2 separate regions of the Ovis aries genome follow, and region 1 is linked to region 2. The links are chromatin contacts, called in public Hi-C maps. All regions are on one chromosome and are shown on one strand. The core of a region is the stretch at or near the end of the contact, and the rest is flanking DNA. Distances in the headings are between cores, read along the strand shown. Region 1 overlaps FAM13A (family with sequence similarity 13 member A). Region 2 overlaps FAM13A (family with sequence similarity 13 member A).

Evidence for each region. Hi-C and Micro-C count contacts between places; a contact is called where the count stands out from the background.
Region 1: a Hi-C map of liver shows a contact between it and region 2, with 2.9 times the contacts expected there. The contact joins two enhancer-like sites. A contact is called at or near these places in 4 of 16 Hi-C or Micro-C datasets (liver, mixed tissues, muscle and 1 more).

Annotation. Positions count from the first base shown.
Region 1 is chr6:36,680,169-36,685,935 of ARS-UI_Ramb_v3.0, forward strand. FAM13A (family with sequence similarity 13 member A) reads left to right here. Exons shown (of 24, transcript XM_060416890.1): 21 at 2,834-2,929; 22 at 4,235-4,318. Among named protein-coding and RNA genes, the nearest start is that of NAP1L5, 56 kb to the right of the region's middle. Within about 2 kb of position 4,028, at least 5 of the 54 cell types and tissues checked have an H3K27ac peak or open chromatin away from gene starts, as enhancers often do. A contact at or near this core is called in liver, where this site is marked.
Region 2 is chr6:36,597,754-36,603,761 of ARS-UI_Ramb_v3.0, forward strand. The region is part of intron 8 of FAM13A (family with sequence similarity 13 member A); the gene reads left to right. Among named protein-coding and RNA genes, the nearest start is that of NAP1L5, 140 kb to the right of the region's middle. Within about 2 kb of position 4,603, at least 11 of the 54 cell types and tissues checked have an H3K27ac peak or open chromatin away from gene starts, as enhancers often do. A contact at or near this core is called in liver, where this site is marked.

The DNA.
Region 1 (5,767 bases), core at 2,778-5,277, 82 kb after region 2:
TGCAGTATTTACTATTGAAAAAATCTGCCCATAAGTGGACCCATGCAGTTCAAACCCATGTTGTTCTAGAGTCAGATAGTGTAATAGGATGCTATTCCTCGATGGGGAAATGCTGGCTCCTTATTATTTTTATTTTTCATATGTCTTTTGGTCACTAAATATCTGTTGTTCATCTTACACAGTAATATTTCACCACATGTCATATGTTGACAATTAGGATGTACCTTAATCTCATATGCAGTACATTTGGTGGGTACATCTTGTATTAAAAAAATTATTCCATATGTTCCACTCCTAAATTTTGTCATTTTACACGTGAGATTATCCGAGTCATTTATTTCTATTTATTTCTCACACTTATTTGTGGCTATTGTTCAACTTCTCTTGAAGTATAAGTACAGAAAAGAGCCTAAATTTTAATTATATATCTTGGTAATTTTCACAAGGCAGACAAATCCATGTAATCAACGTCCTGATCAAGAAATTAAAAATGGCCAACCCTCTGAAAGCCCTTATCATGTCCCCTTCTAGTCAATACCATGACCTTCCACCCCACCAACAAAAACTTGACTTCTAACCTTGTAGATTTGATTTCCTTATTTTTGAACTTTATATAATTAGGACCTTGCAGTGTATATTCTTAGATGTCTGGCTTGTTTTGCTTGGCTTTATTTTTGTGAGATTAACGCTGCATATAGCCATATTCGTTCATTTTCATGGCTGTGTAGTATTCAGTTTGGGAAACTTAAAATATTTATTCATTCTACCATTGTTGGGCATATGGATGGTCTCCAGTTTGGTGGTGCTATAAATAGTGCTGCTCTGAACATTGTTATATGTGTCTTTTGGTAAAATTTAATCCAGGTTTGTTTGGTGTGTACTTAAGGACGGAATTGATGAGTCATATGTTTAGTTTAGGAGATACTGCCAAATAGTTTTCCCAGTGTGTCAGCCTTGCCAGTACTGAGAGAGAATTCCAGTTGCCCAGCATTATTTCTGACACTGGACACTGTCTTTCACATTAGCCATTTTGGTAGGTATGTTCTAGTAATACCTGTGGTTTGATCCTCACTCTTTTTTGTGTGTGTGTATGAAATAGTTCTTATGTTCCCTTCCAGTTCTAACAGTCATACTTTATGAAATACCAAATGTAAAACTCCTTTTACTATGACAGATAGTGAAAACAAGAAAATGCCGCCTCTTGATATTTTGGTAGCAGAAAAAGATGGAAATAAGTTATTGCTTATGGCAGAAAATGAATCTGCAAGATGACGGTAAATAAATACCACAAGATTGGCAGTATCCTATCTTGGCTTGTGAGATTTATCCAAGGTTCACTTATTGTTGATCACTTTGAGAAAGGCAAATAAAAAACAGGTAGCAAGGGTGCTCAGTTCATGCATTACCCAGACTTGTCTTCAAAGAGGAAGGCCCATGAGAGAGATGGTCAGAGCTAATACTGTTGCCCTTCCTCATATCGGTAAGCCTTGCCTTATGTGTATAATGGAAATAAAATGCAGAAGAGCAACAGCAAACTTGAAACAAAGATACATCATCTCTTACTCCATTTTAGTAAACAAATGCATACTTATGAATTTGGCATACCTGTCTATGTTTGAAATATTCTTTCACTCATTTTGCAGACATTTATGGGGTATTTTTTTCATATCAGGCACTGAAATAGTTACCAGAACAGTTTACAGTTCTGGAGGCTGGAAGTCCAAGATTAAGGCGCTGGTGTCTGGTGAGGGCCCACTTCCCAGTTCATAGCCAGCTATCTGTTCGCCGTCCTCACATGGCAGAAGGGGTGAGGGAGCTCTCTGTGGTCTCTTTTATAAGGGCACTAATCCCGTTCATGAGGGCACCATCTTCATGACCTAATCACTCCCTGAAGAACTCACTTCCAAAAACCGTCACATCGGGGATTCATTTTCAACTTATGAATTGGGAGTGGGGGCATGGGGGCAGGTGAGTTGAACATAAACATTCCATCCATAGCAAAGAATATGTGAATTATAAGATACGCACAGGCTGTATTAGGTGACTCAAAGGAGAGAATGAACAGGTCTCCCAGAATGGGGCGTGTCAGAAGAAGGCTGCACAGGGAGGGAGGTGGCTCTTGATCTGGAATTTACCAAACCGAAGAGCAGAGAGGAGGCCACTCCAAGACTGACAAAGGGAGCTAGACAAGGAGGCATGACACTCCCTAGTTTCCTTCCGGAGCTTGAGTTATAATGGGGAGGAGGTGATGGGGCTTCAAATACTATGCCAGGGAGCTGGGCTTGGTTTCTCCTCACTATTAGAGTCTGTCCTTTAAACATTTTTGGACCCTGAGCCAGATATTAGGGACACAGAGATGAGTGAATCCACGTATTCTATCAGCATATATTCCTTGAAAGCCTGTTTGCTTGCATTTGTCCCTAAAAACACAACACAGTTCCATAGGGAAGAGAGACATTTTTAAAAAATGATCACAGAACTGCAAGGTAAGTAGTATAATAGAAATATTAATGCATGCTTTCTTCTTCCCAGGACCTAGAAAATAGTGAGTCATCTGGAACTCTGAACCTTCCAGAATTTTAAATAGAAAACTAATAATTAATAAGGATCACAGTTTTGAGGAAAAGTAATACTTCTGAGGGAGTGATTTCAAGTGATCTGCAGCCAAAGTAGATATTTTAAATTTTCATTGACTCATGGTATCAGTTTAAATAAATGTTATAAGAGCGGTGAGTCTTCAGTTGAATCTCCTGTTCTTCTCTCAGGCCACAGCATGCTCAGTCGGCCTGGCCAACGGGAACAGGTTTCTCAGCTCTCCTGTTCTTGCTTTCAGGTGAGCAAGAATGAACGTCAGGTTATGAAGCCGCTGTACGACAGGTACCGCCTGGTCAAACAGATCCTATCCCGAGCCAGCACCATCCCCATCATTGTGAGTACCCCACGGGCGGTTGTTGACTTCCTGGCTATATTATTAGGGCACTCACTTGCCTTCTCACGAAATAACAGTCTTTCGTAGTTGAACCTGCCATTAATATCAGTGGCCCCTAAACTTGAGGGATGAAAAATTTATCAAAGTCTTCCGAGGTGATGTTTGCCAAAAATGAGCAAGTCTGAAGCTGACAGTTTGTTCCCCTCTTAGGTACACAAGCTTTGGCCGTATGCTTCTGTCTGACACGTGCTGGGTCAGCTTCCCCTTACTTCCCTTAGAGCATCTGGGAAATGGCTGTGCTTCCCCCAGGGGCCCCTCCACACAGAGTGCCTCTCTGGTCTTGGGGGCCTCCAAGACAGAGGTCCGCCCCGCTGGAGTCATACCCAGAGAGAGGTTCTGTAAGGAGCTCAAGAGAGGAAGCTGCTGCTTTTCGGAGATGTAGGAAAGAGCGAGGCAAAGAAAAGGGAGGGCCGCCATCCTTGGACTTTGCTGCTTTTGGCCTCTGAATTGGGATTTTGTCAAGAGTAGGGAGCAGTGACTGGCTCTCAGTTCTGGGAAAAAGCCTTTCGGGCACTGGCCAGCTTGCCCCATCCCTGATGCCAGCCCAGCTGCAGGGGTAGTGGTCATGCCCTGTCCATCTAGTGGGGGACCTCTGCCTTGGTTTCAGCGTGCTCATCTCCTGGGACCCTGGGGGCTTCCTCTGTTGGCCTTTAGACTTTCTAGCCAGCAGACATGGCCTCGCTTTTATGTTGTTGCTGAAATGCCTATTCTTTTTAGCGGCTGCTCTTCTATTCTTGGCTTTATATCTTCTTGTTTATTTCTAGGCCCAAGATGTGGTCCTTATATGTCTTTTAACAGTGTATTTGTTCAGACAAACAGAGGAGGGTTCAGGGACCTCAGTCAGGTGTGTTTGGAGAAAGCTACCTTTCTAGAAATTTCCTGCAGAATATATCAGTAAACTAACCAGCAAAAGGATTAAGTTTAAGGAACCCTTTTCCCTCTCCAGTCGGGAGCCTTAGTGGCCTGAAATAGGGTGAATGTGCAGCCTGTCTGTAACCTTTTGTGTCACTTGATGAGCCTGCATTATTGTTAGCTGTTCTGGAAGTTATGGTGACCAGGAGGAAGGAGGGAGGAGGCAGGAGTTTTCCTGTGTGGTTAACATGCTTGCGTGCCATCCTTGCTTCTGTGTGGCCTCTGTGGTTGGGGTGGGTGGGCAGGCTCTGAAGTAAAGCAGCCAGTTGGACAAGAACTTTGGTTTGTTTCTGGTTTTCTGCCATGTAACCTGCCTATTAACACCTGTCGCAGGGTTCCCCCTCCAGCAAGCGGAGAAGCCCTTTGCTGCAGCCAATTATCGAGGGCGAAACTGCTTCCTTCTTCAAGGAGATAAAGGTGAAGACCTCCAGCTGCTAACCGCCTGCTACACCTGCACCAGTGTCCCCCACGCCCCTCCCGGGACCGAAAGGCGCTGTGATTGCGCCCCCTGGTGACGGCTTCCTGCAACCTCCCCTAAAACTCAGTAGCTGCTTCTAACCAACTTCAAACAGTCCTCTTTATGTTTTAGGCCAGCTGATCTCCTTTGCTTCATTTCATTCCCTCACTGTTTTGTATTGCTGTTTGTTTGCTTTTTACTTTGCTTGTGGGGATCTGTCTTGTTTTACAATGTTTTTCGTTTTGTTTCCCCTCGTTGGAGGAATGGATTTTCTGTACTCTGAAATTTTGTCAAAATAACTCATTGGATAACTTTCTTAAAAAAAAAAAAAAAAACTCATTTACTGAGTTTATAGAAAACACACAATTAACAGAGGCAATATATGTAGCATGTGATTAAAAAAAATAATGATTTTATAGACAAAAAACTTACTTTTCTTTGACAGATTTGCGGGTATAGTTTTACCCACTCTCCTCCGTCCTCTTGCTGTCCCCCCTGGCACATTTCATCCTTGGTGATAATTTCATAATCTGTTCTTGATCTGTGAATGTAGGCTTGTGACAAGCAGTTGACTAGAACATACGCTCTAATATTTTCCCCAGCAGTAATCAAGGATTGTATGCAGATAAACCTTGTCGTCAGTGGCTACTTTTTGCTCGAATGGGGGTACCCTCTGTGTCCAGAGAGTTGTAGAGATCTAACTGGCCTGGACTAGAATCAACCTCTCATATTTTTGTTTCTAGACAATTGAACACACTGACTGCCATACACAGGGCTCTAGAGATGAAAAGACAAAGTTTTTTTTTTTTAATCAATGATTGTTTTTTAGCAGTTAAGTCAGAAGGGGGAGTAAAACTCCAAGGAGAAGTGAGTTTTATGAGTTTCACTTTTGTCATATTTCTTTGGCAGCCTCAATCCTGGGGTGTCATTTATTTAATGAACTTAGAAATTATTATTTCAAAATGTGGGGACCTTGTTCGCATGAGAACCACTCCATTTTCTTGCCTGCTTCTTCCACTGTATTTGAGGTAGGGAACCAGAAGCTACAAAGCCATCTCTTCTCTTTACTTTGTTCTTTTTTTTTTTTTTTTTATACCTCTCAGGGGTCTTAACTACCTCATACCCCTCACTTTAAGGTGTTAGACAATGATTGTGCTCCCTATCCATATTCTTTTCAACAGAACTTGTTTATAAAAAAAATTCTGTAAATGTGAAATTTAGGCAAATTTGCTCCATTGTATCTTCAAAATTAGAGCCATTTTCTCACAGTAAGACTTGATGTTAGTGAAATAAGACAAATTTTGTCTAGCTGATCGTTTCACACAAGAATTAAATCACCATAATTGAAGAAATGTGGGTGATTGTGTGTGTGAAAACCAGTATATTTCTCTTAGAAGCTTGAGCTAAAC
Region 2 (6,008 bases), core at 3,353-5,852:
GCCACCTCCACTGTTATCCGGCCTGGAGCAGGAAAGTTGCAGAGTCTTGAGTTGTGGGCTGAATGCATTGCTCCATTCTATTTAAGAACACTGAGGGGCTAGAAGTTGAATTAACAGTGGATGAGGGAAAGAATAACTTTAAATACCAGTTAAGAGAAACTCATGCTCACTCATGTTTGTATTGAGCAGAGAGCCCAGTGCTTCTCATACTTTAGCTGCATGAGAATTACCTAGGGAACTTATTTTAAAATCAGTGTCTTGTTGCTCCTCTCTTTCCCTAGACTTACTGAATCTGAATCTGGGTGTGACAGGGAAGTATCAACATTTTAACAAGCTTCCTGAAAGTAAATATGGTACAAATGGTCCACACACTCAGAGAAACACTGATCTAAACTCTAGTTAATGATTATAACTTACATAAAGCCATTGACAGCAGGTATATATAAGATACTAACACAATACTACTCAACATCCCCAAATACACATTGAATATCAGGACCTTATGTGAAGTGTCTTTGTCTTAATTGATGTTTTCATTTACTAGACGGTCAGTGTTACCTATTAAAAGATACTTACAGTGTTTTTTAATGTTTTCTTTATGACCAAATACTACTCTGTATTGCCAGTGATACTAAGGGAATGAAGACATAGTTCTGCTTCAGAGAGCTCACATGCTAGTGAGGACGCAGACACATGACCAGACAATTACAATACTTGTGGTGGATTTGGTAATGGACATTATAATTAACATAATAATAGAGATGTACCTGCATGGATAATATTACCCTATGTTTTATTTAACCTCATATAAGTGTATGATCTTTTTAGAGGGCATGTTTGTTCCCCAGTGTCTGCTTAGCTTATAATTCCCATGAGAGACTTTTTAGCCTTTCTTAGCATGTTGTGAAAGTGTATAGAAGATAAATTTGTTACTGCTAATCAGTAACTAAGATGAGAATAACAGATTGAAGGCTAAGAATGAAGTAAAATACTTTGGTTCCCTTCAATGTGTTTTACTATCTGTTTATAACTTAACATAATTTGCAGACTTTCTCCAGGATGGAAGTGACTATGTTGAAACACCATTTTTAGAAAAACTGCAAAGGCTGAATGTTTAAAATTTGATCCTCTGTAAAGAACTCAGTTCTTAAAGTTCACTGCAAAATGACTTAAACTAATGATAGAACTTATAGTACATCTATTGAGATGGTTAAATTATTCCAGTTATTTTCAGAAATACTAAATTATTTGTACTGTATAGCATTGTATTGATATTCTTGCCAACTAAAAAAGTGCTCCCAAGGAAATAGAATAATATTAGAATTAAGTAGAGAAACTATATAAAGAATTGAAAGAAGTTTTTTCTCAGGTACTAAATTTACCTTCAGGGTTTACCTGGTGGCTCAGTGCTAAAGACGCTTACCTGGTGAGCTCAGTGGTAAAGAATTCGCCTACCAGTGCAGGAGATGCGAGTTCATTTCCTTGGTTGGGAAGATCCCGTGGAGAAAGAAGTGGCAATCTACTTCAGTATTCTTGCCTGGAAAATCTTGTGGACAGAGGAGCCTGGAAGGCTACAATCCATGGGGTCACAAAAGAATCAGACAAGACTTAGCGACTAAACAACAACAAATTTACTTTCTGTCACTAAAGAGATAGTTTATTAGACTCTAGACTTCACTTATACCTCAAGCTCCTTTCGTGATTCATATTCCATTGTATTTTTTTCCTTGGATGTTTGGAGCCTCACCTCCAAAATGGTGAGGATCTCCATTTTATATGTAGAAGATTTCAGTGAGCTAAGAAATAGCCTTTACTCACTCTTATGTCCATGACAAAGCTCTCAACTTCACAGCAGTATTTTGATTTGCTAGGCTAACTTTCAGATAGTCACTAACTCATCTTATGGCCACAAAAACTAATGATGGAAGATGAAGTTAAGTGCACTAATGACTAGTCTAGATTCCTTTGATTTTAATGCATCGTCATCTGCTTTCACATCCCTTTTTCCATTTGATTTATTTATGAAAGTGGGAAACTGAGATGAATAATGTCAGTATAACTCTCTTTTCATTACTTCATCAAGCAAATTATGATATTCAATATACATTATTGAATATTTATTTCATGATGGTGAAATATACCAAATTGCAAATTGCAGTGGCTCTTTAAGATTTATAGTGACAGTATTAATTAACATATATTAGTGACCCAGCATGGGAAAATGTCACTGAACCTCTTATCAACAGAATCCATTTGGCCTTTCTAAGTATCGGTTTTCGGAATATTCTTTTGCAAACAAGTAAACGTTGGTCACTTGGGATGATGGGGGACTTAACCAAGGAACAACCCCGGCAATAATGGGCCAGCTTGTGAATCTCCTGTGTGATGTTAGAGAGCCCTCTACTGTTTGTGGTGGTGACGCCTTAGGTTAATTTATCTGAAAACTCATGCTATTCCAAACTTGTTTGCACTTTGATAGCACTCAGCCTCCCCAGCCTTCCCTTCTATGACCCACCTCAGTCTCAGAGGGAGTTAAAAGCTGCCTTACCTCCAGTCTGGGTTAACCCTTCTGGGGTTGAGTATCTGAACTTTGATTTCATCACCAGTGTGGTCTGCATTTGGTAGTAATGAGAACGAGTGAGAACAAGGGAGACCTCCATGGGCTCTGCTGTCATGAGATGGTTGCAGTGGCTCTGAAGCCTAAATATTTGCTGTTTACCCCAAACCAAGAAGCTAGTGTGAATTAAAGTGACGGTTATTCTTAAGTTTTAGAGAGATCACCCTGTCTAAAGTACTGGGTAAAAAAGAAGAGGTACTAGAGAGTCAGCAGATAACAGTGGGGAAAGCAATGAAAGATAGTAAACGCGCCGTCAAGAAACGTATCCAGATATCCAGACACTGACAGTGAGTTAGCCATGTGAATTTGGGCAAGTCATTTTCTTTACCTATGAAGTAGGGGTGATAATGCCTAACATACTTACTTAGAGGGGAAATTTTGTAGTTAAAGAATATTATAGTTCTTTGTAAATGATAAAACTATTCAAATTCATATACTAGAGCTTTAGTCCCTAGGGTGATGGTATGTTAAAGTGGGACCTTTGGGAATAATTAGGTTTGCATGAGCTCATGGAGGTGGGACTCCCATGATAGGATTGGTGCCCTTACGAGGAGATAAAAGTACCAGAGCACAGTCTCCCCGTCCACCAACCCCATCCAGGTGGAGGTACAGCAAGGAGATGGCAGTCTGCACGCCAGAGAGAGCTCTCAGCAGAACCTGACCGTGCTGGCACCCTGATCTCAGGCTTCCAACCTCTGGAAATGTGAGAAGTCAGTGTTTCTGTTGTTGAAGCCACCCCATCTGTGGCACCTTGTTATAGCAAGCCATTAAGAATGGTTGTAAAGTGAAAGTGTTAGTTGCTAAGTTGTGTCTGAGTCTTTGCAACCCCATGGGCTGTAGCCTGCCAGGCTCCTCTGTCCTTGGGATTCTCCTGGCAATAATACTAGAGTGGGTAGCCATTCCCTTCTCCAAGGGATCTTCCCAAACCAGGGATTGAACCCAGGTCTCCTGCACTGCAGGCAGATTCTTTACCGTCTGAGCTACCAGGGTAATAATTGAAAAAAATTAGTTAAAAAAAAAAATTTCCTATTCCCTCTGGCAGGTATCACCTATTCCTTTGTGTTTGTTTCAGAGCCAAAGATTAGGAAATATTTCAATGTGTTTGCTGATGTTCTAAAAATATTCTCTTATCCATTAATATCAACCCACTCAAAAAAGAAACTTACTGTATATTACGTTCTAAATTGCTGCCTCCCGAAGGCGATCTTGCTGTATCTGTAATAATGATAAATAGCACTTTGCTGAACAAGAATCTCAGAGACAAATGAAAGCTTCCAGCTGCCTTGAAAACAGTTTTGTGACTAAACCAAAATTTTCTTTAAGCTCCACACAAAGCTTTGGGTTTGCAATGAAGTGAAAAAAATTTCTTTTCCTGCTCTCAAGCCAGAACAAACAGATAGAGTATGTGGCAAGCCCGTATTCAAACATTGCCTTGCCCGAACATATCCTTTTCTGGGTTCACAGTACCCTACAAAAAGTGTAGTGTTTACATTACTGGCACAATGGCAGCACTCCCACATCTAACTGTGCAGTGGGAGAAAATAAATTCTCTAAATAAGGGTGGGAGAAAGCCCATGGCACAGTTGCAGTTCCATTAAGTTTGGAATAACAGGGAACAAAATAACTTAAAATAATCAACATACAGCTATCTGAGAATGCATCCAGTTGGGAAATTTAATTTTACAAATTATAAACGGGGTATGTTTTCACAATGCATAATCACACGGTCATGTCAGGATTCAGCATGGTCTGAGCGATGCTGATTTTATTCCTCAGCCACTGACAGAACACCCAGAATGTTCTGGGTACCTTGCAAGGTGCTGCAGGGGACAAAGATAAAGACCAGTCCAGGAGGTGAAGCCAGCTTCCAAACTCTGGAATCTGTGGCATCATGTGCTGGGCACTGGTTTATGGTTGTGGACAGAGTGTCTGGGAACCTGCATGGAGAAGTCTCTCCCCTCTCCAGGGTGATGGAGATGGCCTCCCAGATTAGATGACATTTGAGCTGAGAGATGAAGTATTTACCAGACAGAGAGAGAAGTGCCGGAAGCATTCAAGACAGAGGGAACAGCACGTACAGACAGGGTTACGAAAGTGCAGTGCGAGGTTGATGGAAGCTCGCTGCCCTTGTGTGCCAGGTTTGGACATCTGGACTTCACCCCAAAGACAAAGAGGAAACAGGAGAGGGTTTCAGGTTAGGAAGATAAATCTGATGGGAGTATTAAGGATAAACTGGTCTGGATGGCAGGGGAAAATGAGTATTGCCACTGTGAGGGACTAAAGCGGTGGAAATGGAAAGGAAAGGTCAGATTCAAGAGATTTGTCTCTTTTTGAGATAGAATCAGTGCAGTTTGGTGACCGACCATGAGTAGGAGTGAGGGATTTTTTTTTTTTTTTTTAAGGAGAGCAGTTGGCTGTTAATGCAACTGAAATTATTATAACAGGAATGAGGACTCTGTCCAGTGACTTCTAAACGCATCTCCAGCCAGGATCCCCTGTAAAGTACGATGTGAGACTCTCAGCTGTGTCAGCTGGTCCACAGGTAGTAATAGTTTCCTTTTTACTTTCTCACTATAGGAAAAGATTGAAGAGACAGAAGGTAAAGCAGCCCCACCCCTCCCTGCTTAAAAGCTTTGCATCCTGTTGCTGGCAGGCACACACCCTCACCAGTCCCCTCCAGTTCCCTAGAGATTGAACAGTGTTCATTAGAAGGGCATCCAGGGACAGAACTAGCTGGGTAGAGGGACGGAAACAGAGTAAGGTGCTCCCTAGTTCCTTCCAAGTATACTAGTTCTTTGAATCGAAGAGACAGAATATAGGTGATAAAGAATGTCGTGGTCATTAGTAATCTCTAGAAGCTCCCAGTTGTGTCTGACTCTTTTTCACCCCATGGACTGTAGACCGCCAGGCTCCTCTGCCCATGGAAGTTTCTAGGCAAGAATACTGGAGTGGGTAGCCATTTCTTACCCCAGGGACTCTTTCCAGCCAAGAAATTGAACTCACATCTCTTGCATCTTCTACATTAACAGGTAGATTCTTGACCACTAGCGCAACCTGGGCAGCCCAGGTCAGTAAGGAAGGCAAAATCAAAAAAAGCCATGGGTCCCTGAGTCTCCTTCTTGACACCATCCTGTGGTATAAGCAGGAAAAGAATATTGAAGAGACCTGGAAATCCTCTATCAGCTCCCCCATGCTCACCTAGAATGACTTTCTCACATCTATATTGCTAGGTGTATCTGGACCTGCTTTCTCTCTGATTTTATCTGTGATCCGGGCTCAACAAAATCTGTACCTTTTTTGGCCCAGAGCTGATTCTGACAGTGAAGCAGAGAAGAAAAGAGTGTTTGCTGTCTGTCCTATGAGAATGTTGATCTTAATTCAGCAGCATTCA